Linked DNA regions of Pan troglodytes: region 1 is linked to region 2. The links are chromatin contacts, called in public Hi-C maps. All regions are on one chromosome and are shown on one strand. The core of a region is the stretch at or near the end of the contact, and the rest is flanking DNA. Distances in the headings are between cores, read along the strand shown. Region 1 holds the start of CAMK2D (calcium/calmodulin dependent protein kinase II delta). Region 2 overlaps CAMK2D (calcium/calmodulin dependent protein kinase II delta).

Region 1 (6,763 bases), core at 1,232-3,731, 290 kb before region 2:
TATAATGAAATGTAAATACATTTGGCACTAACATCCAGTGTTATTATGTTTATAGGTCTACATTTCTACACTTTTTAGAATTTAACTCTATTTTGTAGCTATTCCTGAAATGATGTTGAAGTAGAACAACAACAACAAAGTCTTTGATCTGACTATTTTTTTTTTTCAGACAGAGTTTTGCTCTTGTTGCCCAGGCTGGAGTGCAGTGGCGCGAATTCGGGTCACTGCCACCTCCCTCCTTCTCCCAGGTTCAAGCGATTCTCCTGCCTCACCCTCCAAAGTGGCTGGGATGACACGCATATGCCACCATGCCCGACTAATCTTGTATTTTTATTAGAGACGGGGTTTTGCCATGTTGGCCAGGATGGTTTCGAACCCCTGACCTCAGATGATCCACCCGCCTCGGCCTCCCAAAGTGCTGAGATTACAGGCGTGAGCCACTGCGCCCGGCTAATCTGACTACTTTTTAAGGAGGTTCAAACTTCAGAAATAACTGTAAATATTTGTTGAAATAAGAGAAATATTTAGTCTAAAATATAAATCAAAGAAAGAGTACGTACAGATTAAGCAGTGTTTGCTGTAAAAAATGTACACATTTATTGTCTAATAATACATCAGTATTAAAACTCAGTTATGTTTCCTTTATTGTACTGCACAATTATAACCATTTACAATTATTGGTAGTTTAAATAACTGAGATAAATACTGTAGTTATGTAGACTTCATTACTTGAATATTTAAGAAACAATTTTCTTCCCAGATGTAAATTTTTATATTACCTTTATTTATTGTTTTAATTTTACTTTTTCTGTTTCATTCTTAGATTCAGGGAAAAATATTAAATTATTTCATTATGGCCTTGGAGCCACATTGCTAAATAGTTCAGATATTACAAATCTTTAGCCAAGACCAAATTGTGTTTTTTTTTCAATTTATAGCCCAATTATTAATATTTAGAGACCAGGTTTCTTTTATGCAGTTCTTGGTATCATCTTTTTCTATAGCACTACATTTTACACAGTTATTTCTTGCCTTTTACGGCTGGGAATCAAAACACATACGAACTTCAATTTTGTTGTAATAAACGTTAAAATTTGTGAACATTTTTAGTACTTCAGTAGAAAGCTCACTCATTGGCAGAAGCGTTCCCCAGATCAGGAAAAAAGGAATTAGGATTATCTATGACCACAAAGTAACATTAATTAATAGCAGTCTTTGGGAGCAAGCAGCAGCGCCTTTAAATCTTAGATTCTCTTGTGTCTGCAAATTATGTTTTATCTTTCAGCTGTGAAATTTTGTCTATGAAGTAATACCACGAGCAAATTAGCAACAGGATTGCAAGGTTTTTATAGTCCCGTGCTGTAGAACAATTGGCAGTAATTTGAAAAAGACCGTCCATAACGCTGTTTTTGGTCTGCGGCTAAATTTGCAATTGCATAGTTTCATTAAGGAGAACTGGAAAGAGGGCCCAGAAGTTGTTCTAGCAATCGGCAGCAGTTTATCTATTTTAAATCGTAATGCATACTTTTTTTTTCCTCCTACTGAAAACAATGGCAGATATGCTAAAGGGAAGGACACATTCTTGAACTGCTAAATGGTTTTTCCAGATAGGCATTTACGGAGTGCACTCAATTGCCACTATCTGGCTGAAAGCAAAAGCACACACGACCGCCCCTTTTCTTTTTTCCCTTTGCAAAGCGAAACAGTCTAGACGTGTTCACGTGATGTGAATGACGTCAGCCCCCGCCGGTCGCGTGACCGACACCCAGCCTTCCTACTACCTCCCCCTGACCGCCAGAGTGGGAAATATCGCGAGAATTCGCCTTACTATCAGAACTTACTGAGGTTGCAGGGGAGTTACTCAGAAGGGAAGGGAAGGTGTGGTTGTGCGGCGGAGTTTTTGCTTTCATTCTTTTAACGTTCACAGCCAAAGCAAAGGCCTTTGGGGATTGCCAGAGTCTCAGCCACCATCCTGGAAAACAGCGGGGGAGGTGGGCCTGGAGGTGGCAAGTGAAATGTGGCTCAGGGGCCGTCATTGCCCCTTGCAGAAGGGGCTGCGGGGGAGGGAGAAAACCTGCGCCTGGTTCTGGGGAGCTGGCGACGCAGTGAACCCTGCTGAGGCTGGGTTTTGCCCCGACAGTCGCTGGTGGCTGTGGGAAGGGTTGGGACCCTTCTCTGAGAGCAATGAACAGCCCACATCCGGCCCCTGCTGTGTCAACTCTGAGCGGCGTGGAGATGAAGTGGTTGCTCTCCCTTGCTCGGCCCACCGGGTGTCGTGGCCCGGGAACCGGCCTGGAGAAGTCCCTGCTGCCCGGCGCCCAAAACAGGGGCGTGGGCTTCCGCGACCCAGGGCGGCTGCCCCGGGCCATCCTCGAGTTGCCCTGCATCTTCCCGCTCAGTCAGCCCCAGATTGAGGCAGCCTTCTCTGTGCGGGTTTAAATGGGTAACTGTGACGTCTCGCCTCATTCACCCAAACCTCCAGTCTTCTCCCCCGCACATCCTCCTCCACCCACCTGGTTTCTCCCTAGACTGGTGTGCTCGTGTGTGCAACCAAAGGAGGGAGTGCGAGAGATCCACGAAGGGACAGGCTTGGAGTCGCTAGAGGGAGGTGTGGGACCAGCGAGGAGGGGGCTTCGCCAGGGAGGGGGTGCTGGCAGGCGGAGGGAGCGGCGGGAGGAGGCGCCGGGGGAGGAGACGGAGGCCTGGAGACGGCAGAAGAGGCTTCGCCTGAGCCGAGCGCTCTTTCTCTCGCCGCGCCGTCTTGGAGCCGCGCGGGCTCGTGAGCAGCGCGAGGCCGCCAAGGTGCCTCGCTTCGCCGGAGCCGCTGCCGCCCGCCGGAGGGAAGCCGGCCTCGGGCGCGCACGCTCGCCGGAGCCCCGGCGCGCCCCGCGCCTCAGCCTGCTGACAGCGGCCGCTGGGCTCAGGCTGTCCGCTCTGGGCTCCGCGGCCTCGGCCCCGCTGCACTCCACCTCCGCCCCCTCGGACTCCCTCCCCCCTGCTTCTACTCCTCCTGCTCCAGTGCGGATCGTTTCGCAACTGCTTGCCACTCGCCCCGTGCCTGGCTGTTTTTCCATTTCCCGGCCCCCTCTTCTTGAGTACTTTACCCCCTGCATTTGGGGACAGGGACTGGAAAAGGGGCGGGTGGAGCGTCCAGTGGAGAAGAAGGAAGCGAGGCCCGCAGGAGGAGGAGGATCGGCGGACCGTGGGGAGGAGACCCCACGCCACCCTTTCTGGTCATCTCCCCTCCCGCCCCGCCCCTGCGCACACTCCCTCGCGGGCGAGCTACTTTCGGACCAGGAAAGTAAGAGCGGCCCTGGGTGACAGCGCCGCGGGGCCAGTCCCGGGGTTAGTCTGCTCGCTTCTGGTCCGTCGCGCTCCCAGCCAGGGCACAGCCCGGACCGAGGATGGCTTCGACCACAACCTGCACCAGGTTCACGGACGAGTATCAGCTTTTCGAGGAGCTTGGAAAGTAAGCACCTTTGCCCGGCATCCGCATATCCCCTTTCCAGCTGAGGGCGGGTCGCGTTGCCCCCGACCCACCGGCCTCCGTCTTGGGGCGAGGGAGTTTGGGAGAGGAATGGGAGGAGGGCCCCTGGTTTGTCAGCTCTGGGGAAGGTGCTGTCTTAATAAAGGGAGGGAGCACAGAAGGGGTAGGACCCTTACTCCAACTGTGGCTCATTTTGATGGTCCCCCACCCTCCTGCACTGAGAGACTTAGTGAATTTACGATCTCTGCAGTTGTAGCTATCCTGAGAAGTGTGCGCGCGCGCCTGTGTGTAATGTGTGTTTGGAGAGGAAATTAGAACCCATGTAAAATGCAACATAGATCATGTTTTCTGTAAATAGAGATGCCTCCTGGTTAGCCGGCGTGTCGGCCGTATGACCCAGGTACTGATGAGAACTCACAGCCTCAGACGGTGCCATATTTATTGATGCCGAAAGTTCAACTTGGCATAGAGTCTATTTCGCATCCAGTAGTTGTTCTGTCCAGGAAAAGGGCCACCCAACAGAACCCAACCCCTTGCCCTATATCCAGTGTTGTTCTTTGCACCAGATTACCGCTCACCATCATTCTTCCTAGGATTTACGTGTGCATCTTTGCGTTCTCTGGGAGGATTTATTTATACAGGCAGCGGAAAAGCCCTCTGGAAACTGAGAGCGCTCTTAAGAGTAGCCTAGCATTGTGTAAAACCACCTCCTTCACCCGACTGGCAGAACTACTTGGAGATGTTAGGGAAGGAGGCAGGAGACCTACTGAGGACTTATGCAAAGGGACCTAGGGGCCAAGCCGTGATTGCTGATTTTTGTAGCATGGAACCCAAACCCAATTCCTCTTTCACTAGTTTCGACTGTTACTTTTATGAAAGGAGTGCATTTATATGTATGTTGTTGGTTTATACTGTAATTAAAGGAAAGGTAAATATTTTTAAAAGTAATAAAAATTACATATGTATATATTGTCTGGTGTGAAAACATGGAGAATATGTCGGAAGAGCAGCTTAATTCAAATCTCTCCCCTCCCCCAGTCCAAAACAAGGCATAGAGAAATCACCATACCAGGATTTGTTAAACCACACTAATGTGCTCAAGATTTATATTTTGATGAAAATAATCGTCATGTTTACTTACTTGGAACCACATTAATTTTTTGTTTCCTACCAAAATAAGTAGGCAGCAGATTTTTTTGCTGCTCCTCGTCTGCTCTGTTCTGTGCAGGGTTTTTCTCAGAGCATTTGGTGCTGTGAGTGTGAACTGTAAAATGTTTTCAAATTTCTTGTGCAAACAAGAGCGGTCATAATTGGCAGTTCCTTTCATTTTGTTGATTAATAATGTGTGCTCCCAGTTAAATAAAATTTACTTTTATTCTTCAACATTAAAGAAAGTCTGGGTTTCCAGGAAGAATTGTTCATTTACTGGATATTACTGTACTTCACTGGCAATCCACTAAAATCAATAAAAATGCTCAGATTTTATAAATTTTTAATGAAATATTATATCTGTTATATTAATGACCTGCTAATTATTGGTTTCCAGGGGGGCATTCTCAGTGGTGAGAAGATGTATGAAAATTCCTACTGGACAAGAATATGCTGCCAAAATTATCAACACCAAAAAGCTTTCTGCTAGGGGTGGGTATTTTCAACCACATATATTGGTTAATTTTGTATTTGTCATGTTGATTATAGGTTCTGTTGTATGTAAATATATCATGTAGTTATAACTGAATTTTAGACTTAGGTATCATATTATATATTAAGATTATTTTCTTCCTGAATGCTTCTTGGTCTGTACAGCTTAAAAATACGTGGAAAGATATAATTATTATTTGATACATTGCTATTAAAATTCTATCTGTCCTATGAGCAATAGCATGAATAACTATATTTTAAAGCAAATAAATGTCAGGTGCATTTTGCTTATAGTTTAAGTATAAAATAACTTTTAGACCATGGAATGGAAAAATATAAGTCTCACAACTGTCATAATTCCCTTTTGCTTTTGAGAGGGAAGTAGGTCATAGCTCAGTTGAATCATACATTTCAATTGTAGTTACACTTGAACTTAATTCATCAAGGTATATTTAACAGTAATAGCTTTGGTAAGAAAATTTATGATTGCTATATTCTAGGAAGTTTAGTTTTATTTTGATGTTTCTGTGTGCAGCTCAGACCTTGGTCTTCGCATTAAGGCTTCACACAGACTCATGTAATGTATTTTACACATGTAGTTTATAGGTACAGAGATAATTCATACTCGTAAAATAGCTGTTGACATAACCAAAAAACTTGGAGGGCTCTCACTGCATTCTTTTTATTTAGTAGAACTCATGCAAAAGTACTTACGCTGAAATGTTAGGCATTCCAATTATTGTGGGCACGTGTCTGAGGTATTTCCATGGGAATTTATGGTTTGATGAAATAAAAATGAAATGAAAATGAACAAAATACCATAGTGTACGCTCATCTCAGTGACCTGGTTTATTTTAAGTAATGAGAGAAGAAATTCCATTAGGTTTAGTTTTCCTCATTTAATATGTCTTTTCAAAAGTGCTTCTTACCAAAATCCTAGCATCATTGCTTTCGGTCTCTGCCATGATTAGTTTTTCCATATTTATTGCAAATTCTACTTTTAACATGCATTTTAGGTTTAGGTTGGTATTTTAGTTTATCCATTCACATGGGTTGTTGTTTTAATTTCCTTCATCTGATTTTGACATGATTCTGAGAAAGATCTATAAAGTAACCAGCACCATAGAATCATGGTATGAAAACTAATGAGAAGAATATTATGTTAATTATGTTCTCTTAGTCTCTACTCCACAGAAAGGTTTTAACAATGAAAAGGAATTGCTAAACTATAAGTGACATTTTAATTTAAAAAAATGAAAATGTGTAATTAGAATCTTTCAGTGCTTCTCTTATTTCCTTCTGTGTGCTAGATACTTTTGGCTGTGGTGGGGGTATCATTTCTTTTGAAAGCATTGCAATACCTATTCCAAGATTTTTGGTGGTGTTTCTTTCAAAACAAATCAGTGTAGTGCTTCACTTTTACTAACTTTCTTAATTAGAGCCATCCCTCTTCACTCATCTGAATTTGTCCTCCCTAAATCAGAATAACAAATGTACTTATCCCTGATCACATACATTTTACTCTCTTTTCCCTTCAATCTGTGGAGAAGAAGCCTTCTTTGGCCTGATGGAATCTTTTCTCATTGCTACTCCACCAGTGTTTCCTTACTTGCTCATATTCTGCTTCAAAGAACT
Region 2 (6,828 bases), core at 2,161-4,660:
GCTTCAGCTTCTAGACCATGAGAGGAGGGGGACTAGAAACCTTAAAGGGGTGGGGGACAATGGCAGCTCTGTTCTATAGAGTGATGATTCTGCAACAGTGAGGAGTGAGAGAGGCCGGTGTGGGAGACCTGGGAGCAGGAAGGGTCAGGAACTTCCAAGAGCCTGAATCAGAGTAGTGGCAGTGAGCCTAGAGAGGAAGAAATGGCTCTGAGAAAGAGTTGGAAGAATGTAGAATGGCTAAAGATCTATGAGGAATAAAAAGAAAGGAGATAGCAAGGCTTCCAGTTTGGGCAGCTGAGTAGATTATGATGCCACTATCCAAGATGAGAAATTCCAGAGAGGCATCAGACTTTGTGAGAAAAATACTGAGGTTCATTTTGGGCACCCTGGGTCTGAAATGCCAGGACAAATTCAGATGTTTAGAATGCAGTTAGAAATATGAGCATGGAGCCTAGAAAGATTTAAGGTCTCCGAGATAGAGAATTGGCAGTCTTCAGCATGCGGTCAGAGCCAGAGGAGTGAATGAGATTGCCAAGAGTAAGCAAATGAAATAATTAAGAGGCTAAGGATGTATCCTGGGAAACATCATCAGAAGTGCTAAGGAAAAATAATGATCCATGGAGGATTGGATATGGAAACAAAGAAAGAATTGAATCCAGAAGAAACCCCAGGTTTTGAGCTGGGAGACTGGCAAAATTGTGGTTTCATTAGCAAAAATGAGTAAGTCAGGAAAACAAAGGAGTTCGATGATCAGTTTTAGACAAGTCAAAAAGTGTTTTCTGTCAATAAACGATAAGACATACTACTTTATACTTAAATTATTTCCATTTGTCAGTTTTATATTTCTTAAAGGCTGTCTGGTTATCACCAAATAATGTACCATCATATATTTTAAAAAGGTCATTGGATTGGGAATCGAAACCAATTGAGTTCGTTCTGGACCTACTATTCATTCAAATACTTATTAAACATTTCCTATACGCCATGCACTGTGTTATCTGCTGGAGATGCAATGGTGCAGTACCACCCTTCTAGAGTAATAGAGAAAACTGATTAATCAGTTACATGCAAATAAATATGTAAATACAAGTGTACTAAGTGCTTTTAAAAATCAGGTGCCAGCTATGTATGAATTCATAACATCGCGGGGACCTGACCTAACATGAGGCTCAGGGAAGACTTTTTTTTTTTTCCTTTTTTTGAGACAAAGTCTCGCTCTGTCACCAGGCTGGGGTGCAATGGTGCAATCTCAGCTCACTGCAACCTCCACCTACCGGGTTCAAGTGATTCTCCTGCCTCAGTCTCCCGAGTAGCTGGGACTACATGTGCACGCCACCACACCTAGCTAAGGCTTGTACTTTTAGCAGAGACGGGGTTTCGCCATGTTGGCCAGGATGGTCTCTTGACCTCGTGATCCACCCGCCTCGGCCTCTCAAAGTGCTGAGATTACAGGCATGAGCCACCGCCCCTGGCCCAGGGAAGGCATTTTTGAAGAAATAATAGTTGAATTGAGATCTGATAAAAGAAGTAGGAGCAAAATGGGGGGGTGCAGTTTTCCAAGAAGAGAAGACAGTACATATAAAGGGCTGGTGATAGGAGGCAGAATGTCCATTTTGAATTGGTAAAACAAAGGAGCAAGAGTGGATTGGAGAAGATAAAGTCAAAGAGTCTGAATGAGTCTAATGAGATGGGCAGAGTCCAGATTACGCAAGGTTTTGTAGTCTCTCTTCAGGTACCTATCCTGAGAGCAGTGAGAAGGTTTTAGAAGAGTTCAAATAGAAGGTTATCTGAAGAGATAGGCATTTAAAAAAAAAGAGAGAGAGAGAGAGAGAGAGAGGTGGTTGCATTGTAGAGAACAGAATAGTGAAGAGCAAAATTGGTTGCAGAAACACTAATCAGAGGGCTGTTACAGAGCCTGGACAAGAAATGATGGGTGCTTGTACCCAGAGAGAGTGGGGGTGAAGAGGAAAAAAAGTCGAAAAGAAGAGGAAGGCAAATTCAACAGAACTTAATGGATTGGCTTGAGGTGCTGGATTTAGGGAGTCAAATATGATCCTCAGGTTTCTTTCTGGCTTATGCAACTGAGAGATGATCTTGCCATTCACCAAAATGGGGATCCATGGAAGAGCAAGCAGGCTTGTAGTGGTGGCAGTTCTTAAGCTCAGTTCAGTATACGTTGGGTTTGAGGTCCATTTGAGATACCCAAATGGAGGCTCAAAAATAGCCTTGACACATAGATCTGAAGGAAGAGTCTAGAAAGGAGGTTAACAATTTGGGAGTCATTGGAATATAGATGACTATTTAAAACACTGGTGTACACAGGACTTTAGGGCTGCAGCATGAGATAAGGAGAGGGACTCAAATTGAGTCTTTAGAAGGAATTGAAGCATTTAATATCCAGGTAGAGAAGGATAACATGGCAAATGAGAATGAGAACATGTAGAAAAGCAAGAGAGTTAAGTAAAAGGAGAGTGTTCCAAGACAAGAAGGTGGGAAGGAGTGATCAGCAAACTCCATACCTTTGGGCAATGCCCATAATCCCTTTATTTATCTGTTAAACCAAGAAATAATCACTGCATTCCTGAGTATTGTTATAGTAACCAAATCTAATGTTTGAGGAAATGTTGAAATCTGTAAGTTGTTTTATTATGTAGTTACTCTCAGTTCTTGGGTTTTATTTTGTTTTCAAACACTGGGATCATTCACACCCTTATCTTACTCTTCCAGGCCTCTTAGAACAAGAGCCAAAAATATATGAATTTGAAAGGGAAAATGTTCCCAATTCTTTGTGCATAATTGCATGGAAAGTAATTCCACTCAGAACCTGGAACATCTCTCCCACTTGGTTTTCTCTTTTTCCTTTTCCTAAGAATCTAGAAATCGCCAGAAAGTACTTTGTGTCCTGTGAGTATAGGCTTGAGCACTTCAGTTCTAGAAATAAACCTAGTAGGTAAACAGCTTCCTGTGATTAAATGGCTAGCTCTGGAGTGGAAGAAGCTTCTGGTATTCAGGGAACACCTTACTGGTACATTCTGCATTCATCGTGGTATAATTAGGGACACGTCACAAGCTCTCCACTTTGACTTTTGGAGTGGTTATTTATTACTTGGTGTTCAGGAAGAGGGAAGGCCAGATGAGAATGGACCCCCTCCCCACACAACTTGTCTGTCCAAGCCACTGGCACAGTAACTGTTCCTCACCCTCACTGCTGATTGAGAGTAGAGCTAGCTAGCACCAAACCCTCACTCTTCCTCTAGGTCAGATGCTGGGCTTGTGGCAATAGTTCCAACCACAAGCTGACTACTATATACAAATGATTCATTTCCAGCCTTCTGCTTTCCTTTAAAGAGTCAGCTGTCATGTGCCGCCTGTGACTCACTCAAGCTCCTTTGCCCCAGTGAAATAAGCACTCTATAGATTCCTGAGTTCCAGGCCCCTCCTAAGCCAAACGAGTCACATTGTTTTTATGGTGATACAGCACGGAAGCATCCTGGCTAATTCCCATTTGTTGTCCTGCCAGCGAAAGCACCATCGTTTCTAAGCATAAGAAGTGAGAGAAGGCAATTTGTGTTGCTTTGTTTATGCAGGACAACCCTTAAGCCAGTTGTGGCATGCAAAATACTTAAGAGTGAATGCGTATTTCCACAGTGGTTCAGAAAGTAAAAGATGGCCATATACACCCGATGATTCTAATTCCATATTATGCTTGTGAGGCAGTGCAGAGACTTTCAGAAACTTCAGGAAGTGATCCTAAACTCTTCACACTCTATAAACTGAAGCCTACCCTAATGAAGCTCCACGAAGGACGTTGATCTTATGCTCATTTCAAATTGGCCATGTTTTCTAAACTGTAGTTTTTCCTATCAGCTGTATATCAGACCAAAAAAAAAAAAAATCTGTTAGTTTGAAATGAGGATTTCATGTGAGAGAGAAGTTTTGGTGGCCACATTTTTATAATCTCATTTTCTGAGATCCTCCTCACCCGTATCCCTTATATTCCAGAATCGGGTCAGCTGTCATTAGCTTTTGCCAAATGTTCATACTGTTGAGGCCACAGACAGATGAATCACCTATTGCCTAACTGAATTAAGCTAAAATGTGTCACTGGCAGGATCCTTATTACAAAATCATGCCCTGATACCACTTCTGTCAGTATGTTTTGCTGTTGAATGTATTATTGATATTCATCAATCAAATGAGCAAGGGCAAGAAATGTTTTGGACTTCTGTAGGAGCTGTGTTATGTTACTTTATATAAATGAAAAGTAATTATGTAACTAAATATGAATTCTAACCCATATAGTGATTTTTTAATATTATAGACCTTGACATTGTTAGCAACCATATTATGGACTAACTTAATCACATTTTATAGGATAGTTTATTACTTGTATTTGTTATGATATAGTCTCATATAGTCTCGATGAAGTAAAATGTGGTTTATAGAAAATTTATTTTTAAATAATGTCATCACCTAGGTAACCTGAAGTTTCAGAGTGAAAGTAAGCATTTAAGCTTGTGGTTAAAATCTGCTTGATGAAGATCAGATTCATAAAAAATGCAAACTGGTTTCTTTAGTCAATAAAGAATAAAACCTGAGGTCAGCTTTCTTCGTGATCAATAGCAGCCTCACTACCTCAGTAAGATAAGATGGGAAGTAACATTTTGTGATTCCCAGTCTATGTTCAGTGATTTTAAGGGAATATCGCAATATTCTTAAAATCCAGTAAAATTTGATTTCTAAAATATTTCATGCAGTAATTTTATAAATAAGAGAACAGTGTTCTGAAATCAAGAAAAGTTTATTAGTCTCAACTGATTAAATTCACAAACATTGAGCATCTATTCCATAAAAGACACTGAACAAAGCTTTTTAGGCTATACAAGAAAATAAAATGTTCTTTGCCCTCGGGAAGCTTTTAAGTTAACAAGGAAGACACATTACACAGTACAGAAAGTTTAATAACAATTTAAAACAAGTAATAATGTGTTTTAAACTAAAGAAGGTATCAAGAGATAGCATATGCATAATTGCCGAGTGATACAGATGCTGCAGGCTTTCAAAAAAGAGAAAGAACACTTGAGGCAGATGTCAGTAGAAACAAATTCACTGAATAGATAGGATTTGAGCCAAACCACTATTAATAATTTCACCAATTATGGGCTAGGAATAGAAACAAATCATGATTGGTGTTGGGTTTGACAGCTATACCTGGAGGCTTTCATCTTATTATCTGCCTACATCTACAGTATTGATTCATATGTCACTTCTTCAATTTGTAGAGTTCACTAAAGGCCATTTGTCTAAAAACAAAGGCCAGTCACAGTATCGGCATCCTTTTGTAGAGTTTGTCAAGCAGAAAAGTGAGAAAATGCAAATAATTATATAAAGTTCAATATCTCAATGCAAGATATCATCTTTACTCTGAAGATAGACATATTATTAGAATGATACTTTTTAAGATTGTCTTTAATAACATTTGTTAACTATGAAGAGAAGTATGTTTACTAATCCAATCAAGTTAAGGTAGTAAAAACTAATTTTATTTTATTTTATTTTTATTTATTTATTTATTTATTTTTTGAGACGGAGTTTTGCTCTTGTTGCCCAGGCTGGAGTGCAGTGGCGTGATCTCGGCTCACTGCAACCTCCACCTCCCAGCTTCAAGCAATTCTCTTGCCACAGCCTTCCCAAGTAGCTGGGATTATAGGCATGTGCCACCAAGCCCGGCTAATTTTGTATTTTTTTTTTTAGTAGAGATGAAGTTTCTCCGTGTGGGTCAGGCTGGTCTTGAACTCCTGACCTCAGGTGATCCGCCCACCTTGGCCTCCCAAAGTGCTGGGATTACAGGCATGAGCCACTTTGCCCAGCCTTAGTAAAAACTAATTTTAAAAAACATAGCCTTGACCGACCTTTCAGGTGACTGTTGTTTTCAAACAAATGGAAAATAGCAGTGCTTTCCAAACATGAATGTACTCAGAGGTCACCTGAGAGTCATGTTAAAATGCAGATTCTGGCAGGGCACAGATCACACCTGTAATCCCAGCACTTTGGGAGGCAGAGGTGGGAGGATCACTTGAGCCCAGGAGGTCAAGGCTGTAGGGAGCTGTGATTGCGCTACTTTACTCCAGCATGGGTGACAGAGTGAGACCCTATCTCAAAAATTAAAAATGAAAAAGAATATTTAATATGACTTTTGTCTTTTATTCTTACCCAACTCCATATTTTTGCCTTTAGCACGAAAGCAAGAGATTATCAAAGTCACTGAACAACTGATCGAAGCTATCAACAATGGGGACTTTGAAGCCTACACGTGAGTAGCAGACGTTTACTTTGCTTTCATGCATATGGTAAATATATTTTTTATATGAATGCATTCTTCAACACGTCTGAATTCACATATATTTAATTCAAGGTTTGATATGTCAACAATAGTTTTATTTCATGGTATAAATGACTAAGTGCCCCTAGGAGAGAAAAATTTATTTAAGATTTCAGAGGCCAGGCACAGTGGCTCACACCTGTAATCCTTGCACTTTGGAAGGCCAAGGTGGGAAGACTGCTTGAGGCCAAGAGTTCAAGACCAACCTGGGTGACAAAACAAGACCCCGTTTCTACAAAAAGTTTAAAAATTAGTCAGGCATAGTGGTGCACACCTGTAGTCCCACATACTTGGGAGGCTGAGGCAGGAGGATCACCTAAGCCCAGGAGGTCGAGGCTGCATGGAGCCATGATCACATCACTGCACTCCAGCCTGGGTGACAGAGTGAGACCCTGTCTCAAAAAAGAAAAGAAAAAAGATTTCACAGAGAGAAGGCTTGACTTCTG

What was found. A called contact is a pair of places that touch in the nucleus more often than the background predicts.
Region 1: a contact with region 2 is called in a Hi-C map of stem cell-derived neural progenitor cells, with 4 times the contacts expected there. The contact joins the promoter of CAMK2D here to the enhancer-like site in region 2. A contact is called at or near these places in 1 of 7 Hi-C or Micro-C datasets (stem cell-derived neural progenitor cells) and 1 of 1 datasets of contacts at active chromatin or transcription factors (stem cell-derived excitatory neurons).

The regions. Positions count from the first base shown.
Region 1 is chr3:115,237,083-115,243,845 of NHGRI_mPanTro3-v2.0_pri, reverse strand. CAMK2D (calcium/calmodulin dependent protein kinase II delta) reads left to right here and starts at 2,481. Exons shown (of 18, transcript XM_063809802.1): 1 at 2,481-3,469; 2 at 5,034-5,128. The coding sequence starts at 3,405.
Region 2 is chr3:114,944,458-114,951,285 of NHGRI_mPanTro3-v2.0_pri, reverse strand. CAMK2D (calcium/calmodulin dependent protein kinase II delta) reads left to right here. Exons shown (of 18, transcript XM_063809802.1): 15 at 6,238-6,313. Among named protein-coding and RNA genes, the nearest start is that of CAMK2D, 290 kb to the left of the region's middle. Within about 2 kb of position 3,410, at least 16 of the 24 cell types and tissues checked have an H3K27ac peak or open chromatin away from gene starts, as enhancers often do. A contact at or near this core is called in stem cell-derived neural progenitor cells, where this site is marked.